Regions from separate parts of the Mus musculus genome. Here region 2 is linked to region 1. A link is a contact called in public Hi-C data. All regions are on one chromosome and are shown on one strand. The core of a region is the stretch at or near the end of the contact, and the rest is flanking DNA. Distances in the headings are between cores, read along the strand shown.

Evidence for each region. A called contact is a pair of places that touch in the nucleus more often than the background predicts.
Region 2: a contact with region 1 is called in a Hi-C map of uterus, with 3 times the contacts expected there. The contact joins the promoter of Hmcn1 here to the enhancer-like site in region 1. A contact is called at or near these places in 3 of 484 Hi-C or Micro-C datasets (liver, stem cell-derived neural progenitor cells and uterus), 1 of 115 datasets of contacts at active chromatin or transcription factors (cardiomyocytes) and 1 of 9 other capture datasets (adipose tissue).

What each region holds. Positions count from the first base shown.
Region 1 is chr1:150,870,034-150,874,796 of GRCm38.p6, reverse strand. The region is part of intron 2 of Hmcn1 (hemicentin 1); the gene reads left to right. Among named protein-coding and RNA genes, the nearest start is that of Hmcn1, 120 kb to the left of the region's middle. Within about 2 kb of position 1,351, at least 31 of the 459 cell types and tissues checked have an H3K27ac peak or open chromatin away from gene starts, as enhancers often do. A contact at or near this core is called in adipose tissue and uterus, where this site is marked.
Region 2 is chr1:150,991,575-150,996,256 of GRCm38.p6, reverse strand. Hmcn1 (hemicentin 1) reads left to right here and starts at 2,822. Exons shown (of 107, transcript NM_001024720.3): 1 at 2,822-3,473. The coding sequence starts at 3,206.

The DNA.
Region 1 (4,763 bases), core at 102-2,601:
GCTACCATCCTATTTAGATAGTACCTCCCCACTCCTTGATCTACTGGTCTATCTCAGTGGACTTCCTCTGTTACATTTTAGTCTGGAATTCTCGCAAACACCCTGGATCTTACCACTCTTTCAAGTCTTCCTTTCCTCAGATAATTGATTCAGGCATCTCCGTCTCCATCAGCACACTGTCAGCAGAGATAGGCCGCAGCTTCTTAGCTTCCCCTTTGTCCTCAGGTCCAACAGGAGGTTCCGTCACGAGGCTGGCATGCTTTCTCCCAGGCCATTAGACCTTCTGATCGCTCTCGTTCCACCATTCTAGTGCAGAGACTTATCATTTTAAAACACTGTTCTGTCTTCCCTGTGCAGCAGCGTTCAGTTCCAAAGGCAGAACCTCATGACTATCTGCATGGTTCATGCTTATCCATCAGTTTGCCAAGTGTTGGGAAAGTCTCACAACACGGCCCAATATACCACCGGCTCTAGAGGATGGAGTGATAGATAGCTACTCCAGAATGTGCACATGAGCACAGGTCAAAGTGAAGTTTGAAGGATAGTATTTAATTAGTTGCAGTGTTAGCCGAGCAGCTTGAGTGGGAACTCTGGGGCTGCTTCTGTTTGTGCATGTCTTGGTGTGCACACGGAACTGAGTTATAGTTAATGAATATGCAGATGAATTTGCATAAGCATCCCTTGATTTTAATTATGTTTCCTATCAGTAATCCTCCATCCCTTTGCCCTTATAGCGTGTTGCTACAATGGCCATTAAATTGCTACTTAATATGCAGTCACTTTTTTCTCCCTTACAATTGAAAAATCTTTAGATGTTGAGATTCTCTGAGGAAAAAAAAAGTTGTTAGAGAATTGTTTATCCCATTAAGGGATTATCCCTGGTGGCATTCCATGTTCTTGGTTGCCTCCGTCTCTACATTCACCTATTTTACTGTGAACCTCTGAGCACAAGAGCCCCATAGTTCTCACGTAGCCTGTGCTTCATCTAGAGGAAGAACCACGGTTATAGGGAGGGGTTTCGATAGTTGTTGGATAAATGAATAACACTTAAAAAAAAAAAAGAACATTAGCAACAACATTGTATGAGAATGATTTAAACTCAATGGTACAAAGATACCTTAAAAATCCAATCTCAGTTTTCATAATATTTTAGAGACTCAGAAAGGCCACTTAAGGGGAGAATTCAAGCCCAAGACCTATTAGCAAGAGATTTACAGTGCTTGCTTCTTTCTCTGTAAGAATACAGCTGAACTCTCTTCACAAAAGTCCGAAGAGACTGAAAATAGCTACATTCCAAATAAGACCTGGCACAGCACGGCTGTTTCCTGCCTCTCCCCGCTTGTGTTTTGAAGGATCTTCAGGGAGTGCCCGAATCCTCCCTGCGCCATCTGTCTCCAGGGTGAAGGATCCTGCTTCCTGACTCACACCCCGTTGACTCTCTTGGCAGTGTTCTTCCCAACATCCTCTGGAATTGGGTCTGATGCAGTCAATATGTAGGGTCATTTGATTTTTTTACCTCCAAAAAGACAAAAACAAAACAAAAGAAAACACTACTCTCTTGGAAGTGGAGCTGGGGTCCACATCTCTAGACATTTGCTCTGGGCGAGGCATGTCTAATTAATTATTATTTATTGCTGTTTTGTTTTGGCTTTGTGTTGTCATAAGATCCACAAGGGCCCAATTAGAATATCTTGTTGAGAAAGAAATGAGATATTCAGTTTTTCCTTTCATTCAACACTGAGTGCTATTACACACATCAAGAGACCATGGGAGTATTTTAATTCGAAACTTTCTAGTGAATGCTTCTCTTTTCAATAAAAGCAAAAACTTTATTAAGTAAGGGCCAAATCAAACAAGCAAACAAACAAACATAACAAGTCTAGATTGCATTAACACTTCATATTTAATGTAAGAAGTATATACTGTTTTCTTTGTTTGGAGAGTGTTTTATTGTTTCATAAATTAGTATGAGTAACTAAGTATGTTATATATTTTATAAAATTTTCATAGATTTTTTGGACATTATAATTTCCTGACCTTTCTGACCCCACCTCCCACCCCACCCCCTGCCAAAACAAGTCAAGTACAGCAAAGATTACCGCTCTATTAAAACTGAACTTGGACCTGTGGAAGATCAAACATCTAAAAAAAAAATCCCTTCACATTTAAATTGGTCTTTAAAAGTGAGAAGAGAATGCTGTTTGAGGCTTATTAAATACTCGCCTATTAACATCGCCTCTGTCTTAGTTTATTTTCCCATTGAGAAGTGGAATGAGAAAACTAATCTAAACATTTGTAAGAAACACTGACAGAAGTTTCTATGCTTACATCATTACGCTGATTGCGAATTTATACATGTATTTTATTTCTTTTCATCTGGTGGACAGAGAATTTAAGTTGAAAGGCAAATGAACTTTCTCTCTGGGGGAAAGGAGGGGATGACAAATGACAACCACTGGTGTTCAGATCACACAGAGCTTGGCCATTAATACAGTTGTAAATATGTAGGAAAGAGGGCTGCCTGGGGTCACATTCTTTATGAGAAATTATAAAGCTTGTTGAGTTTTAGGAAAAAAAAATTATTGGCACTATTATGCGTCTAACTATTTTATCCAAATGTTTTAGGGAACAAAAAGCACATCAGTCAAACACTTGAAATACCAAAAAAAAATATTCCACAAAAATAATAACCGAGAGATTTCTACATAGCTGAATGGCACTTACAACTTTTGTATATAGTTTTGATCCTCCCAAAATGCAAACCTCTCCATAGAACTTAATTTTCCTTTGAGAAAATGGCATAGTCTTAAAAAACCCAAAAGTATGTGGGACAGCTATGTTCACATAGCAATAGGATAGAGCTTTGAGAAGATCAGGCTGGGGCCTAATTTCTCCAAGCCTTTAAGAGAAGCAAAGGGATAAACGTAAAGGACCGAGAACAGGAGATGGGTGGGGGAGAGGGGATTGTTTCCTTGTCCCGGAAGAGTGTCTGACACTAACATTCTTTGCTAACAGAGGTTATGAGTCAACATGGATAAATGAACAAAAAATGTTCACAAATGGAGATCAAGATAATGCCGACTTTAGAAGGATTTGCTGTACCAGCCAGGAAGCACGTTATATAACTCTCTGTACTCTAAGTCACACAGCTATGGACGAGTGTATGCCTTACCTCTAGATTCGCTACTGAAAAATAACAAGATGCCAAATAAAGGGAAAAAATAAAACATGGCTCAAAAAAAGAGAGAAGGGGTTACACATCACCATAGATGTAGATATTGTGTAAATGTCTGAAAGATTTTATTTTTAGATTTGGTGTTATACTTTATATATAGTATTTTATATAATATGTAATAATTATATTAATAATATTATATTACATATAATATTTTGTATCAATAATTTTTATTTTAATAGAAAATATAGTCTTATATATTTTATTTTAATATATTACTTAACATATTATGTTATTAATATATAGCATGTATAATATATAAATATTATGCAATATAGGTTACATTAAGTATTTAGTTTTTAATATACATTTAACCTATATTTCTTATATATTTACTATGTATAAAATATGTTAATATAGTTATATCTATATGTTTTTATAAAATATATACTCTAAAAGGAGAATGACCTGTATGTAATTGTTTAATTTTAGGAAATCAATTTGCTCAAGAAGTCCAATTTGTATGCAGGTGTACATGTGTCATGCATGTATTCTTACAAGTGAATAAACACCAGTGTTGAGATAGTAAGTGGCGTGACTCACTCAGTTTCCCATACATTGTACATATGTGTACATATGTATCTATATCTATATGTGTGCTTAAATGCCTATGTGTATGCATCTGTGATGTATGTAACAATAATAAAAGAAACAGCGGCCATCAATATGAAACACACTAAGTGGGAGAAACATGGGAAGGTTTGTAGGGAGGAAAAGGAAGGGGAAATGATATAATTACATTATAATTTCAAGAAATTATTAACCAAAACCAAAATGAATCAGGGGGCTTTGAATGCTCAAGCCAGCCCTGTATCATTCTATTGCTTTCCTTAGAACTGTTGCCTTAAGTAACCTTGTTAATCTAATCAAATTAACATATTTATTTACATAATTTCTCTTTATTTTAGCTCAAAGCAGAAAAGCAGATAATAAAAGACAGATGGAGTTTAGGGATGGCCTTATCCTTATCAAACTGAATTTATTTCTCAATTATTTTAAATCTATTCCTGTTGGCCAACTTCTCTTGAATAATTAGCTCACCTAAAATTACTGAGCATCAAATGGCAAAATTAATTATAATTAGAAAGTTACTCTTTTTTTCTTGGAACATTTCTATTAAATTAGAGGGGCAAAGTTTATTTAAGAGTGATTACAGTTAGATTTTCTATAGTGTGATAATGATGATGATGATGGTGGTGGTGGTGGTGGTGGTGATGATGATGGTGTTGATGATGGTGATGAAGGTGGTGATGGAAATTTTAGTATTTTAGAACTTCTCTGTGGGCACATGATACACCTTGACAGACGATGTGCTTCTTACAGTTTTTGTTAGTTTCTAAAAGGTAAAGTTCCTTGAAAGATAAGTACCATGTGTCCTAAAGGGTGAAGGAAAGAAACTGAGAGAGTGGTGGGCACCCGTAGAAATGTGGGACTCATTTTTAGCTACCCATTCTGGTACCATATCCAGAACTAAATAAATTATTGATTTACTAATGATCTTTTGGGTTAACATCAAAGGACAAAAGTT
Region 2 (4,682 bases), core at 1,573-4,072, 120 kb before region 1:
TTCTTTGGCTTATTCTGTCTTTATCTGTGTCTAGCTTGGTCTTGTTGTAACCTGTCTCTGTAAAGTTGTCTCTGAAAAACTTCCACACACACATACATCACACATCACCCCCCATCTCTCTGCTCTTAAGTAATCTCTCTTTCCTATGCTGTTCTCATGTGAGTTGGGCGTATCCTATTTTTGACTCATATTTTGTCAAATCTTTCTGTGATTCATCACTTTGTCTGTCCCTCAATTAGATGACATTTTCAAACATGGCTGCTTCCTTTTACATTACTTGCTTACATTTATTGTTAGGGATTAAAGGTATATATTAAGGGCATGTCTGTTTTCCAGCCAGATCAAACTGCAATCTAGGTATGTCTGCATTCTGGCCAGATCATAGATCTCTAGAAGGTCTTTGGATGTGATCCCTTGCCAGTGCAGCCATGTTGCTAGATCAAAATTCCTCTACAGCAACCCAAGTACTGAGACAGATTACCAAGAGATCACCAACTACTGTACCTGAATTAGTGTGGTTATAGATTCAAAGTGAGACAACAAAGTTTTTAAAATGATTCAAATTGCACTCCTGGAGACAAATGGAAACTGTAACATTCATGATGAAATTACATGAGAGGAACCACTGGTGTATTACACAGTAAGGAATAGACTAAGAGAACATAAAGACATAGTATAGAAACTATTAAAATGAAACTAGGGAAGAAAGGGAACAATTAAGGAAAATGAACACAATGTTAGTGAGCAATGAAACAGCTTCAAGTGTCTCCTGCACACGTAACGTTTTTGAAAATGAATGTTGTGTCATAATTTTAAAGATATGTTTATCAATCAAGAGGACATAATACTCTCTGCACTTAGTTACAAACGTTCAAAAGGCACAAAGCAAAACCTCACAGAACTTCAAGAAGATTGACAGATCCACAGAGTCCTATATTTCAATACGATTCTCAATAACTGGTCACAAGTGGGCAGGAATCAGTAATGATATAGGAAATTTAACTTAATTAAGATTTAATTTTAATTTAAGATTTGTTTAACACAATTAAACAAATCTGTTTCACATTTGTTGAATAGTCAATTTACACAACACCACTCCCTTTCCTCCAAATGCATCTGGAACACGTATAGATCGTTTAATTCTGATTAGGTAACTGCCATGTTTCCTATTACAAGTAAATAAATTTTAAAAAAGGCAGGAAGAAGGTAGGTAGCTTGCTGAAGGTCACAGCTATTAAGCCCCATGCAGGACTTAGCACCTGGTTGTCTACACCCGGTGTAGAATGCAGAACTCTCCCACCTCTCTGAGCACCTGGAATAACTCAGGTCTCTATGACCTAGAATGAAATCCTTTTTAAATAAACAAAGGAATGGACTACTCAAATAGCATTCAACATTCTCTAAATACTACTTGGAAAGGAAACATGTTCCCTCCCTCTCCTCTCATGTTCCCACACCAGCCCAAATGGCCCGTGTGCTTCCTTTAAGTGACATGACTTATAGGTATCATAAAATCAAGTTCCACAGATGGTGGGTCTGAAAGAGAAGACAGTTGGAGATTATAAAAGGCTGGTGGGAGCTGGCCCTTTCTCAGGCTGCCCCATGCTAGAGGGTGGTCTCATACACACTCAAACCCAGTTTAAAGCTGCCCAAGTGCTGTACTTCGAATGCTTGCATCCAGACAATAGCCCCTTTCCTGGGGGAGGGGGGCGTATTTATTAAAGGGGAACAAAGAATGGTTAGCGCATGAATGACTTTCTTCGCTTACCTTCTGAAATCTGTTAATCCGGCTATAATGTATATAATGATTGCGACTTGGAAGAACATTGTAATGTTTTCCACCGTAAAGTTTCCTTAAGTTTTGGCAGGAAAATGTCATTGAGAGGAACAACATTTCAGTGGATCTTTGCCTGAGACGTGACACATAGTTGTACTGGAGGGTATGTGAAATGGGAATACTATCGCATCACCATGCTTCGCAGAGGATTTAGGCTGATCAGCAAAGTGAATCTTGATAACGAAATTTCAACTCCCCCAGAATTTTTTCTCCCCTCCCTTCCCCTCCCCTCCCCTTTTCTTTTCTTTCTTTAAAAACAAACAAACAAACAAACAGACAGACAGACAGACAGACAAACACTGCTCTTTCTATTGGACGTCAATGTTTTATTGATACCCAGTTTCCTTTCCCAGTTCCACAGCACAGCTAGGGACTTTGTGATGTCTCTTACTTTCCCCCTATCTCCTTCCATTCTCCTTTGCCTCTACAGCTCCCTCTCCCTGCCTCTCCCAACTCCGTGCCTTCCTCTCATCTAAACACTCCCCAAGGAAGATCAAAGAACCATCCATCCTGTAGCTGCAGCCTAGAGGAAAGAAAGCTCCAGCTCCCCCTTCTGGCGGGGCTGAATGTTGGGTTGAGGGACAGGAAGCTAGGCTGGGGCATCTTAGCTTCTGCACTTGGGGTGGGCTGGGGAATTAGGTGTTGTCTGAAGCAGCTTTGCACAGACATTAGGGGAAAAAACGTGCACCAATTCCCTTTGTGCTAGCTAATGTGATGCCCTTGAATTTGGGAGTGGGCCACACATTCCTGAAAGCCATTGTTTACCTTGGAGTTTTGGAGATTGGCTATAGCTCTGAAGGGAACACCAGAGCTGACTTTGCGAGCGCTTCCCCGGTACTGGAGAGACTTGGAACTCACAGAGGGGGAAAGTCGCCCTCCGGGGTGGGGGCTCCAGCAGAGGAGGGACGGCCGCTGGCCAATCAGAAGGAGAGGTCGCGCCGGGCTTCGCCTCCAAGGGGCTAGCTGTGGAAAGTTGGGAGGCTCAGTCGCTGGCCTGGAGCGCGGCGGCGGAGGCGGCACCGCAGGCTCGCAGCGTCCCCCAGGGCATGGACCCCGCGCTCTGCGGGCGCTCGGCTACTCGCAGCTCCCTGCACGCGGCCGCTTAGAGCCCAGGACCTACCCAGCCGGACAAAAGGCGCCGCATCCCTGCCCAGCCCAGCCCAGCTCCTGGAGGCAGCCGGGCTCCGGGTTGGTCTGCATCTCATTCTCCGCTCCAAAACTTTTGAGTTAGTTCAGAGACTGCAAAAGCCTGATGAGGCACCAGAGAGGAAGCCAGTCCTCTGCCTGCTGTTGAGGAGTAAGCACAGTGGTTAGGAGCTTAGGGCAAAGAGAAAAGCAGCGAGCAAAACAAGAAAAGAAAAGAAAAAAATGATTGCCCAGGAAGTGGTCCACACAGTATTCCTGGTGGCTCTTTTTCGTTCTTCCCTAGCTGGAGATGGGACTCCGCAGTCTGAGAGCAGGGCTGAGGAGATTCCTGAGGGGGCGTCCACGCTGGCTTTTGTGTTTGATGTGACTGGGTCCATGTATGATGATTTAGTTCAGGTTATTGAAGGGGCTTCCAAAATTTTGGAGACGTCTTTGAAAAGACCTAAGAGACCTCTTTACAACTTTGCTTTGGTGCCCTTCCATGATCCAGGTAAGGGGAATACTTACTCTCTGTATTTGTTGTGCTTGGTGATTCATAATTCTATTATTTCTTATGCTATGAATTTGTTATATTGTCAGAAAGTTTCAAAAGCATTTAAAAAAATGCAGCGGAATACGATAGTAACAAAGAATTGCCTACTGGCATCTGGGGTTATATCTCAGTTTAGCAAGGCTTAGCCATGGAGTGAGTAGATGGCTTGTTTAGGGGGATTAAACAGTGGTGCCCTGACCTGGAAATGTGGTCCTCTGAAGATGAGAACCAGGACTTTGTAGTAGCAACAGCAGCAAGCTCAGAGTTAACCTGCTTGCATTTTCAAGCTAAAGACTGTTTCAATTGCTAAGGCAGCCACGGGACAGGAATGGGGTTTTCAGCAGCAGGGCACTGAGCGCAAGCGAGCACACACTCTCAAGATAGCCTCACATGGGAGAAAATCAGACCTGCTGCAGGGCACATGAGCAAGTCTGTAAATAGCAGCTAGGATTGGAACTGGAGGCATGAAAATGAAAGACAGAAGCCATTCATTCTGTAACTGAATCTATTCACCGTGGCACCGGGTCATCATTAGTTAGATTCACCGATGTGTGTAAACAGTATGTTCATGTCTCAGGCGGTACAAATGCATGCAATTTGCTAGGTCTGTGCTCTTGAAAGGTAGTTGAAGAAAAATAGCTTTATGTTGTGCCCTGCAGCTGTGGCTTTCTGCTGCTGTACTGTAACATGATCCTATTTACTCTTTTGCAGTTTCTTTTTCAAGTAGCACCTCTCTGCGAGGCTCCTAGGAGCCCTCATTGTCATCGTGGAGGGTAGCATTACAGGGGGAGCCCCAGGGCTTACTGTCTTGTGTCCACCTGAGTTTCATTAGGCAAGTAGCCGCTCAGTGGAAGAAATAAAACAGTGGTTTCTTAAGAGCCCTCCCCCACTGCTCTCCCACATTCCCCTTGCTTTTGAAATTCTCTCTTCTCTAGACTTTGGCATAACCTCTTTCACAATGAGAGCATGATGTTGAAGATCTCTGGTTTGGTGGTTTCCTCCCCCCTTCCTTGTGCATTTGCCAGGCATATTAAAATCCTAATTATTGCTGGTTATTAAATGTGGTGTATTTCAGCTATTTAAAAAGATGTCCTTGGGATATATTGAGAGGGAGCTAGAATTTTCTGGAATTTTAAAGTTCTTCAATGACAACAATAAGCAGTCCTG